Linked DNA regions of Muntiacus reevesi: region 2 is linked to region 1. A link is a contact called in public Hi-C data. All regions are on one chromosome and are shown on one strand. Each heading gives the region's core, a stretch centred on a gene start, on an enhancer-like site or on the middle of the called end of the contact. The rest is flanking DNA. Distances are from core to core; before and after follow the strand shown. Region 1 holds the start of TFDP2 (transcription factor Dp-2). Region 2 holds the start of RNF7 (ring finger protein 7).

Evidence for each region. Hi-C and Micro-C count contacts between places; a contact is called where the count stands out from the background.
Region 2: a contact with region 1 is called in a Hi-C map of blood, with 3 times the contacts expected there. The contact joins the promoter of RNF7 here to the promoter of TFDP2 in region 1. A contact is called at or near these places in 2 of 3 Hi-C or Micro-C datasets (blood and muscle).

The regions. Positions count from the first base shown.
Region 1 is chr8:7,120,117-7,125,692 of mMunRee1.1, forward strand. TFDP2 (transcription factor Dp-2) reads left to right here and starts at 4,074. Exons shown (of 12, transcript XM_065942263.1): 1 at 4,074-4,408.
Region 2 is chr8:7,511,946-7,516,832 of mMunRee1.1, forward strand. It overlaps RNF7 (ring finger protein 7), which reads right to left and starts at 3,195. Exons shown (of 3, transcript XM_065942934.1): 1 at 2,289-3,195. The coding sequence starts at 2,456.

The DNA.
Region 1 (5,576 bases), core at 2,824-5,323:
TAATAGGTCCACCCATGTTACTGCAAATGGTATTATTTCATTGTTTTGTTTTTTTTTTGGCTGAGTAATATTCCATTGTAGACAGGTACCGCATTTTCTTTATCCATTCTTCTGTTGATGGACATTTAGTTTGTTTCCATGTCTTGGTTATTGTAAATAGTGCCGCTATGAACATAGAGGTGCATGTATTTTTTTGAGTTATAGTTCTATCCAGATATATGCCCAGGAGTGGGACTGCTGGATCATATTATCATTATTTCTTATACCTCATATATACTCTATGTTTTTAGGACAAGTGAAATTTTATCCTAAAAATAATTTTGGGTTTGATATTAAGAAGAGGTTACTTTTACTAATGATGACTGTGAAATCTTCCCACTGGACAAACCAAGTCATTCCAGAAATGTAATAAGGAGAAAGTTGTGTCCCTCACTAAAGAAATTCCAGGGCTTTGATTCCACTCTGCCCTTTTAATGTGACTAAAGGGCATATAATAGGACTGTCTCTGGAAGACAAGGCCTTGATGTTCTCTTAAGAGTTATTTCTTTTGTTTGTCACTGGATGGATTAGATGTGAAAACAGCGTGTTTAAAAAAAAAGTCATATCTAAAGTCTAGACAACTATGGATCTTTGCAAATGGCAAAAAGGGATCAGGAAAGACTTTGTCACTCAGAGTGTAGCATCTGATGAAGCAGTTGGAAATTTGCTGGAAATACAGATTCTACACCCCACCTCAGACCTGCCGATCTAGAGTCTGAATTTTAATAAGACCTCTGAGTGATTCCTGGGCACATTAAAGTGTGAGAGACACTGGTCCAGGAGCCATAGCGCTCCACCTACTGAAAGTAGTGCCAGCCCCAGGAGAGAGGCAGCACAGACAGTTTCTCAGGTTTAACTCTTAACAGATCTCTTTCATGGCTGGTGGCTTGTTGGCCCACAAATTTACAAGTAGAATTTTTATTTATGTTTGTCTCTTCTTTCCAAATGTGCTAGGCTGTGGCGCTCTCATCCATTCAATAAAAACTTACTGAGCTTCCCTAAGGCACCGAGAATATTGTAGTGAATAAGATGTGTGTGTGTGTGTGTTTAGTCGCTTTAAGTCGTGTCCAACTCTTTGCGGCCCCATGGACTGTAGCCCACCAGGCTCCCCTGTCCAAGGGATCTCCCAGACAAGAATATTGGAGTGGGTTGACATTCCCTTCTCCAGGGGATCTTCCTGACTCAGGGATAGAACCTGTGTCTCCTGCATTGCAGGCAGATTCTTTACCACTGAGCCAGCCACCAGAGAAGCCCAGTGAATAGGATGATAGAACTCCAAATTGCAAGGAACTTGCAGTCTAACAAGGGCTTCCCTGGTACTAAATGATACAGGATACAGGTACTAAATGAGTAATTGCAAGTTTCATGAATGTTAGAAAGACAATTTTATGGGCAAAGAGCTGGAGTTAGAGGAGCTTTTCTAGAGAATGTTGTTTTAGCTTAGACGAGAAAGCATGTGTAGATGAGGTGTGGGTGAACTGGGGGATTATTCTACACACAGGAATACCTATGAACAAAGGAAGTTCTTTGGACATTTATGTGTGTATTTCCAGTACCTTGCACTGTTGGTGTATAATAAGTGCTTAGTAAGTGTTTGTGGAATCAGTAAGTGTTCTGTCATGTTTCAAACATCTACCTCTCCTTCCTTGGAGATAGTGGAAGCTTTATTTACCCTTTCAAAGGAAATCAGATCTTTTAATGGGGGAAATGAGAAGGAAGAGAGAAAGCTGACTGTTGTGCAAATTGCTAAATTGAAGCTGTGAGTGGGAATGAAAAATTGATTTACATGAATTTTTCTCCCTGAAGCAACTTGACAATTTATTCTGTTCTGGAGAATTTTCAGGTTTTGGCTTCAAAATCAAGCTGTTCCTTATTCTGAATTTCTTGGCCTGCTGTGAAACTAGCATTTAGTGTCTTTTACAACATACCCTGATTAGGTCATGGAAATTCACAGCCAGATCAAACCAGTATATGGAAAATTTGAACCTGCATGCCCACTTTACTTCATGGTATTGGAAGCTGTTATGAAACACTGACTTTTAAAGCATTTTTTTTTCAAAAGCACTATTATCAAATGATCATAATAATCATTATTTATTGAACACTTACTATATGTATTACATAGCAAAATCCTCATATTAACTCTACAGGAAACATGTAAATTGCCAAATATTAACTATTTTATATGGTTTAACTTGATATCATTTTCAGACTCTCACCTTAAAAATTTACAGAAGTCAGAGAATCACTGAAATCCATAGCCTTACTCCAATATTTAGTGGAGTTGTCTTCATAGATAAAAAGATTCCAAACATAATGTCCAGTATATTATACTTCATTATATAATATAATAAAGCAGTTTTATTCAATTAGATGTGTGTGTGTGTGTGTGTGTTTAGTCGCTTTAAGTCGTGTCTGACTCTTTGCGGCCCCGTGGACTGTAGCCCATAGTACTCTTCCTAAGTACTCTTCCTAAATTAACATCCACCACTCCCCCCCCCCCCCAATTAGCCCAAGCACAGCCATGCGTCTATTAATACTTCTTGGATTATTTATACAATATACCGAGGTGGTTTACAATCCAGCTCTCCTGCTAGACTTCTTGAGGATGGAGGTTTCATCTGTTTTGCTCATTTTTGTATCTTTGTCCCTAGAGTGTTTGAAAAGTATTTAAGTTGAAATCTCAATAAAATTTCTGTGGAAACTACATCTATTGATCCATTACTGAAAAATGCAAGGTAATGACTCCTTTGGGGCTTTTGCATTTTAGAATCAGTCCAAGGAGACTGCATTGGGCTTTCTTGACCGCCTAGGACTTATCTATGTACAGTTTTGCAGAAATCATCTCTCCACTCAACCCGAGAGAGGTCCAAAGGCGCGTTCTCTCCGCCTCCACTCCCTTTAGGTATTTATTTAAATGGCACGTTCCTGTCTCCTTGTCTGGGCACTCTAAAACAGGCCATCCCTTAAAGCCATCCCTGGTCTGCCAGATTTTTCCCCCACAGCGTGTCCCAGCATGTAACATAGCTTATATTTTACTTATTTCTTTTGCATATTATCTTTACCACCGCACTAAAATGTAAGTGAAGTGGAATGAAAGTCTCTCGGTCACGTACGCCTCTTTGTGACCCTATCGATTACACAGTCCATGGAGTTCTCCAGGCCAGAATACTGGTGTGGGTAGCTTTTCTCTTCTCCAGGGGATCTTCCCAACCCAGGGATCGAATCCAGGTCTCCCGCGTTACAGGCGGATTCTTTACCAACCAAGCCACAAGGGAAGCCCACTAAAATGTAAACTTACACATGATTTTTCAGATAGGCACAGAATGTATTATTAACATTAAACTAAATAGGTATTTGGGGGTGGGATCTGCGATTTTCTCTTCAGCGTCCATGTGACATGGTGACCTGTCCGGGTTTGGATCTTATTTGCCGGTTTGTTGAAGACCTCACACCCTAGCAGTCTTTAACCCACTGTCTGCATAATTTACAAGGTACTGCAAACTTGGCCCCACACGTGGCCTCATCACTCGTCCGCTCTAGGCTGCTCCCCCGGAGGTGACTGATCAAGTGACTGGGAACCGAGATGTCCCTGGGAACTAGGGACACCCGTTTCCCTTTTTCTAAGAAAGATCGGGGTTTAATTGTAAGGGGCCGGGGGGATGAGGGCGGATGGAAAAGTCAGGATCAGGATTCCCACCCAGGCCGGGGGAAGGGGGAGAGGGTGTGGCTATAATTTTAGGCCTCAGGCCTGTAGCCGGCTCCGGAGGCGGCTGGGAAGCACGCGGCAGGATCGTTGCAGGCGATCCTCTGAGAACCTCCAGTGGACTACCCAGATACCCCACAGAGTGCTTAAGACCCCGCTCCTCCACCTCGCGGCCCCCTCCTCTCTTTGGGAAGCCTGGGGGCGGGGTTTGTTTACTCCGTGCACGCACCGCCAGCCTGGCCAATCCGTGGGGAGAGGCGCCGTACGTCATTCATCCAGAGGGCCAATCGGCGCTCACCGTGCTGCTCCGCCGCCAAAGCTTGCGCGGGGGAAGCGGGGCAGTGTCTGGGCCGGGCGAGGGCGGACGAAGCTGCCGGAGAATTCGGCTGCAGCCGCTGGCGCTGCTCGGTTCTCCAGGCGCGCCCTGACCCTTCCTCTTTGGCAGGCTCGAAGGCGCGCGCGCGCGGTCGGCGTCCTGGGGCTTAGAACTCCAGGGCCTCGACTAGGCAGGCCGCGGCTCGCCCACCCTTCCGCGAGTGTGAGTCCGCTGGGATCCGGGTGCCGCCAAGCGCGGGCGCCACTGTAGCAGAGGCGCCTGAAAACGCGCTCCAAGCTCGAAGAACAGTCCTGCGCGGCCGCCTTGTCCCCTGCAGCCAAGCGGCGGTAAGGTCCGGGGCGCGGGCGCGGGCTCTGTGCGGAGGGCCTCTGGACCCCGCCCGGCGTGGTCCTGGGCAGGTTTCCCTCCCTGCGTCTCCGGGCCCCCTGGTCACTCTGGGTCCCATCTGTTTATTCCCACGCGTTCTTCCAGGCCTGGCCGAGTAACCCTTGAGTGCCTGGGGAAGGGAGTGGGAAACCCGAGACTACCCTCCACCCCCAACACACACAGAGCAAATTGCGGGGAGGCACCGTCCCTGAGTCACGCCTGCTGGAAGAGAGGAAGGGCTGCTTTCTACTTTTTTCGGTATCTTTAGAAGAATGGCTTCTAAGTCTGACTTTTCCGACTTTTTCTCCTTTCGTGACCCACATGCCTTCATCTGTCTCTACCAGGTGTATTTCACAGTTCCAAAGCCTCGTGCGCTTGGAAGAGCCTTGCAACCTCCGCAGGGAACTTTCCTCTAAAGTAGGGGATCACTTTTGGGCCCTGACTCTGAGAAATTCCGGAGATTTAAGGTTCCTTTCCATAGAAAAGTGTAAGAGTTTTGTAGGATCTTGCAGGGAGGCGTGCAGCTAAGATGAGCGCCCAGTACCAGCTTGTGTTCCCTGACGTTGTGTGGTCTCAGTTCCTTCATCTGTAGTAGTAACCCCCTATTGGGGGTGGTCAGGAGGAAATGGACTAATCGGTGGAACTATTTGGAACGAAGTTCGCGTCCTACGAAGTGCCCTGCCCTGCATGAGTTAGGCATTGAATTGACCACCCTGCATGATGGTTTAGAAAAGTTCCCCCTATTGTTTTTGGTTTTTCTGTTGAGACAGTTAACAGCTTCATCCCTTTCCGTATTCACTGCTAAAGCTCCCTTTGAGCCTTTGAATTCTTTTTTTTTCCTCATTCCGTCTCAGAGGGCTCAGACTCCCTGTCCCATTTCTTTGCTCTCTTTTTAGTAAGTCAGTAGCTCATTCCCTTCCTTCCCCTTTGTCTCCCAAATCTTAGTGTGTTTTTTCCACTTGAGTTCTATAGCCTGATTTTTTTCTGGGCCACTTTTCTCTTAATGGCTTGAAATCATCTTTACCTAATAGGTATAGTTTAGGTTATTCATCTGTTCTTTTTTTTTTTTTCATCTGTTCTTTATACAGCGTAATCATGAGCCTACTGTACAAAATTAAATAGAAATTA
Region 2 (4,887 bases), core at 1,945-4,444, 390 kb after region 1:
CATCATGATATAAGGGGGAAGACATGCCTCTGGTTCTGTGCAGTCACGGAATTAGAGTTCATGATCCCAACAGTCTCTTTTACAAATTAGGAAAACAAGGCTCCAGAAAGTTATGTCAAACGTCCAAGTTAACAGATAGCTGTGGAAGGTTACTCTGGCTCTTTAACCCTTGACAGTACAAGCAAAGCTAGTCCCCTCTTCCTCACTGGTGCCTGCTAGCTGCTCCTTTCACAATACAGTAGGCAGAGGGGAAACCAAGGAAAAGTGTGTTAACTACATTAGAATGGACTGACTGGAAACTCTTAGATCAAGAAGTTATAACCCATCATTTAGGTGTATGAGATGAATTCAAATATCAAGGACACAGGATTAAGTTATAGAATCTAGAAGTCTCTGAATCATGCCTACAGCTTTGATTTAGATTCACTTATCAATAACTGACCTGAACGGATAAAAATTCCTAAAGTTTCAGATAAAAGAAAACATTTTCTTTTGATGATGTTCTTACTATCTAAAACAGCGCACTTCTAAGGAGTACAGTAACACCTTTTAGAATGATGCTAGAAAACAAACTTCCTTCTGCTGTCACCTGACCACTAAATGGGTTTTAACACCTCATAAACAAAATACAGAGGTCTAGCCCAGAATACTTTCCTGAACCCAAAGTACAGCTGTTGTAAATCTGCAACATTAATCCACAGTAGCCAAATACTTGCTATAATTAGAAAGTTAATGTGAGCAGTGAGTCATTTATAGCCCATACTTTGACTTACCTTAAATATCCCAGTAACGTTTATTTCTTGAAACTTTCAACTATTATTTTATATTTTGCATTTCTACCTACTAATTTAAATTTTTTCTTTGGGGAGAAAATAAAATGCTCTTTTAGGAAAAATTTTTTAAACTAAAAAGAACAAAAATCCCTCAAACTGGAAGTTATGATTCTAGCTTTCAAGAAAGGGTTAGGGCAAGGGGGCTGTATTGTAGGCCCAAAAACTAAGTACCTAAAAACCTGATATACAAAATAAGTGGATCACATCTGAAATCTAGTTCTTTTAAAAAGTAAAAAAAAAAATTTGAATCCCATAGTTGCAAATTCTCTTTAAAACAAATTCCTACGAATGAAAAACATAAGCGCATCCTACAGAGAGAGTAAACTGAGAAACCTCTTGTTTCTGGTAGGTCTGAATTTTCAATGCTCAAGAAGGGAAAGCCACTTTTTTAAGTTATTTTCTCCAACTGTCTCATTTTTCTGTGCAAGACAAAGTTCTCAAACTACAGAAGCCTCAGTTTTCTCCAGCTACCTTCAAGAAATGACATTTAAGGCGCTCTTAAATGCTGTAGTTTTAAATGCCCTATTTAAAAATATAACGTGCATTTAAACAGCAACTCTTTTTTAAGGTCGTCTAAGAGCTTAAAACAGAGACCATATAAAACACAACGAGATGAAGTTGTTCTGAAAGGCTTCACTTGGTCCAATATTTTTATTAAAAATATCATAGAAAGAAGTAACAAGTTTGCAAAAGAGGGCTTTCCATAAAGGCCGGATTTGAGGGCACTACCCTTCTCAAAGAGATGGAATGCTAGGATGGGGAGTGGCCAGGAAAGAGATGAAGCTTCATGCCTCTGAATAAAAGGGTTTACATTCTTCTAGTTCAAGCCAACCGAGTGCTATCTGACCAATCTTGAATCATCCAGGTTTAAAAGCCAGCAGAACAGTAGCCAATCCAGAAAGGGGACGGCTAGGAACACTCTTCTTCCCTGCGCCTCTCCAGAGCACGACTAGTGGTCGTTTTTGTGGAAGATGACTCCGGAGCATCACTTTGGTGTGTGACCAGAAGCATCAGACTGGTCCGCTGACTCAGGGCCTTGACCTTGACGTCTGTGTGGTTTGTTTTCGGCAAAGGGTGCCGTCGCTGGCCACACAAACCGAAGTGGTTCCTCCCAGCTCCCATTAAATCACCTACTTTTATTGTGATCACACCGATCACTACTGGAAATGACCTTGTTCAATTGTCCTTCCGGCCACCCCCTTTTCTCCCAGAATACCCGTCCCCGGCACAGGTCGTCTGCTGAACGACCCCTCGGCCCCTGGCAGCGGCCGCAGCCCTCGGATCACCAGCAGCTCGGGCGTGGCCCGCGGTCTCCCGGCGCCAGGGCAGGGCGATCCCGCCCCCACTCCTCCAGGAACGGTCTCTCGGAGGCTTGGTCCTTCCCCCCACGCCCGGAGCCCGGCCTGCGGAGGCCGCAGCACAGCCGGGGCCTCGCGTGCTGCGCTTACCCATCACCTGGACCCTGCAGATGGCGCACGTATCGCACTCCACGTCCCAGCTCCACATGGCCACAGCGTTCCACTTCTTGAGAGAGAACATTTTGTCGCCGCCCGACTTGGATCCTGAGCTCCCCGAGTGAGACGACAGGGCGCAGGGTTCCTCACCGTCTTCCACGTCGGCCATAGCGGCGGCGCGGGGCCGGCGGCGGAGACGTTGGGTCGTGGGAGGTGGGCGGCTATGGCGGCTCCGTGGGGCCGCCCGACGGGCCACAGCGCCGCCCGCAGGCCGCGGGCCGCCGCGGGGGTCTAGGACGGGGCGGCGCCCGCGATTGGCTGGCGCGGCCCAGTGACGTCACCACACGCCGGCACCAGCGGCTTCCCGGAGTCCTGGTTCCCGGTACTCACGTCCCCAACGCCCGGCCAGCTCAGCGGGCTGAGAGACCCCGGGCCGACCCTGCGCGGTGGAGGGTTCCACTGCGCAGGAAACACGTGTCCTGTTTTATGTCTTCATGACACCGCTTTTAGAAGCTGTCTTGTTGATATGTTCGTTTGCCGTCCTTCTCAAATGTAAACGCCCTGGGAGCGGGGCCTATTTCTTGATCATCGCCTTCGTTAAGAACTGCAGCCTCGGGAGGAACAGTTATTTGTTGAGTGAATGAATGACGAGCTAGGAATCTGGTTCAACGGTTCTCAAATTTTTTGGTCTCGGGACCCCTTTACACTTAAAAATTACTTAAGGACATTTAAGAACTTTTGTTTGTGTAGGATGGATGTGTACATATACACGCTTATACATATGTATTTCCTTTTTAAGAAAACGGGAAAAAATATATTAATTCATTTCAAAACAGTAAGAAATCCATTACAAGTTATCCTTAGAATACCTATATTGGACACTCACAAGAGAGAATGAAGAGAAATAGCTATGACGGCTGTGCTGTGCTCAGCCGTGTCCGACTCTGCAGATACCATGGACTGTAGCCCGCCAGGCTTCTCTGTCAATAGGATTCTCCAGGCAAGAATACTGGAGTGGTGTAGCCATTCCCTTCTCCAGGAGATCTTCCCAACCCAGGAATCGAACCGGGGATTCCTGCATTGCAGGCGGACTGTTTACCAGCTGAGCTACCGGGGAAGCTCATAGCTATGAATACTGGTATGTAAATAGTTTTGACCTTGTTGGTCCCCTGAAAGGATTCCAGGAACCCTGGAGACCACACTCTAAGAAACTTAAAGGTAGTTTAATTTTTTATATGTAGGAATAATGAAGTCCCCAAATGTAATTTATAGTAATTCTGCTATATTTGTAAAAATATTATAAATAATATTATAATAAATTAATTAAAACAAATAATTATTAATATTTAATAATATTAAATTAATTAAAATTATTATAAAAATTATAAAAAGTAATTTATAGTAATTTAGAAAAGTAATTCTGCTATTCTGAGAAGGTGACAGTGGAAACCAGGGTTCTTCTATTGCTAGCCCAGGGTCATGTTATGTTTTCTCAAGCAAAGCAGGTAACATCTCCATTTAAAAGATACCAAACCTGAGGCACAGAGACCGGAAGATGCTTGGTCACCACTCCCACCTAGTGGTGGACACCTGCTGTGTCAGGATTAGGACTCAGAGCTTCCCACCTCTATTGGGACTCATCATTCCTTCATTTCCTGGTGTCAGGCCTTGTGCCCCTGGGTCTAGGCTAGCCAAACTCCAGAAATCTGGCAGAGGAGACAAGGATGCATTAAACGTGTAAGAATACAGTTATGGACACAGGGACACGTTTGGCCAGATGGTATAATATGTGCTGTTTGTTGAGTGGTGCATTAAGTGCTCTAATAGACAGAAACGTTCCTCAAGACAGATGGAGTGAGGGCAAACCTCATAGAAGAGGTAAAGTTTGAACTGGGGGGGGGGGGGGGGGAGATGGGAGGCCTTGGAGTCCAGGAAGTAAATGGAGAAAGCAAACGGACAGAGCAGTAGTGGTGGTAGCAGGTATAAATCTGACCGCAGTAACTTCACAAGCCAGACAAAAATGTCTGTAAACAAACCCAGATGAACCATCCAGAACATGTTTCATTCACATTAAGCTATTGCATATGTGACTGTAAATGACTATAAATGCTAGATAATTAATTTTTAAAAAAAGAAGACTGGAACCCGAAGAGGATAAAAATGCCCCACTTGGTGTGAACTGGGCAGTTTGAAAGAGAAAAAGACGGACCTTAGATGAAAGGCCAGAGGATAATTAAGAAGGAGTGGTACCTGTTGGTGTTGAGTCTGAACCTCACCTCCCTGCCCCTGGATTATTGTGTCCTGGCTTCCTTCCTATCTCTGCTCCCCACTCTAGCATTCAATCTAAAATGCCTGTTTAATTTTCCTATACTCCTTTTCCACCCAGCACTCTGCTGCTCAAAATGTTCCACGGCTCCTCTTTATCATTACAGCAAAATCTAAGTGTGCCAGTTGGTCCTTTAAATCCTGCCACAATATAGCACCAATCCACTTTTCCAGTGTCATTTCCTAAGCACTCCTCACTGAGACCCTCATCAGGTTAGTTAGCTCAGGCATCCAAATACACTGAGGACTGTCTTTTTTCCCCCCCTCTCACATTT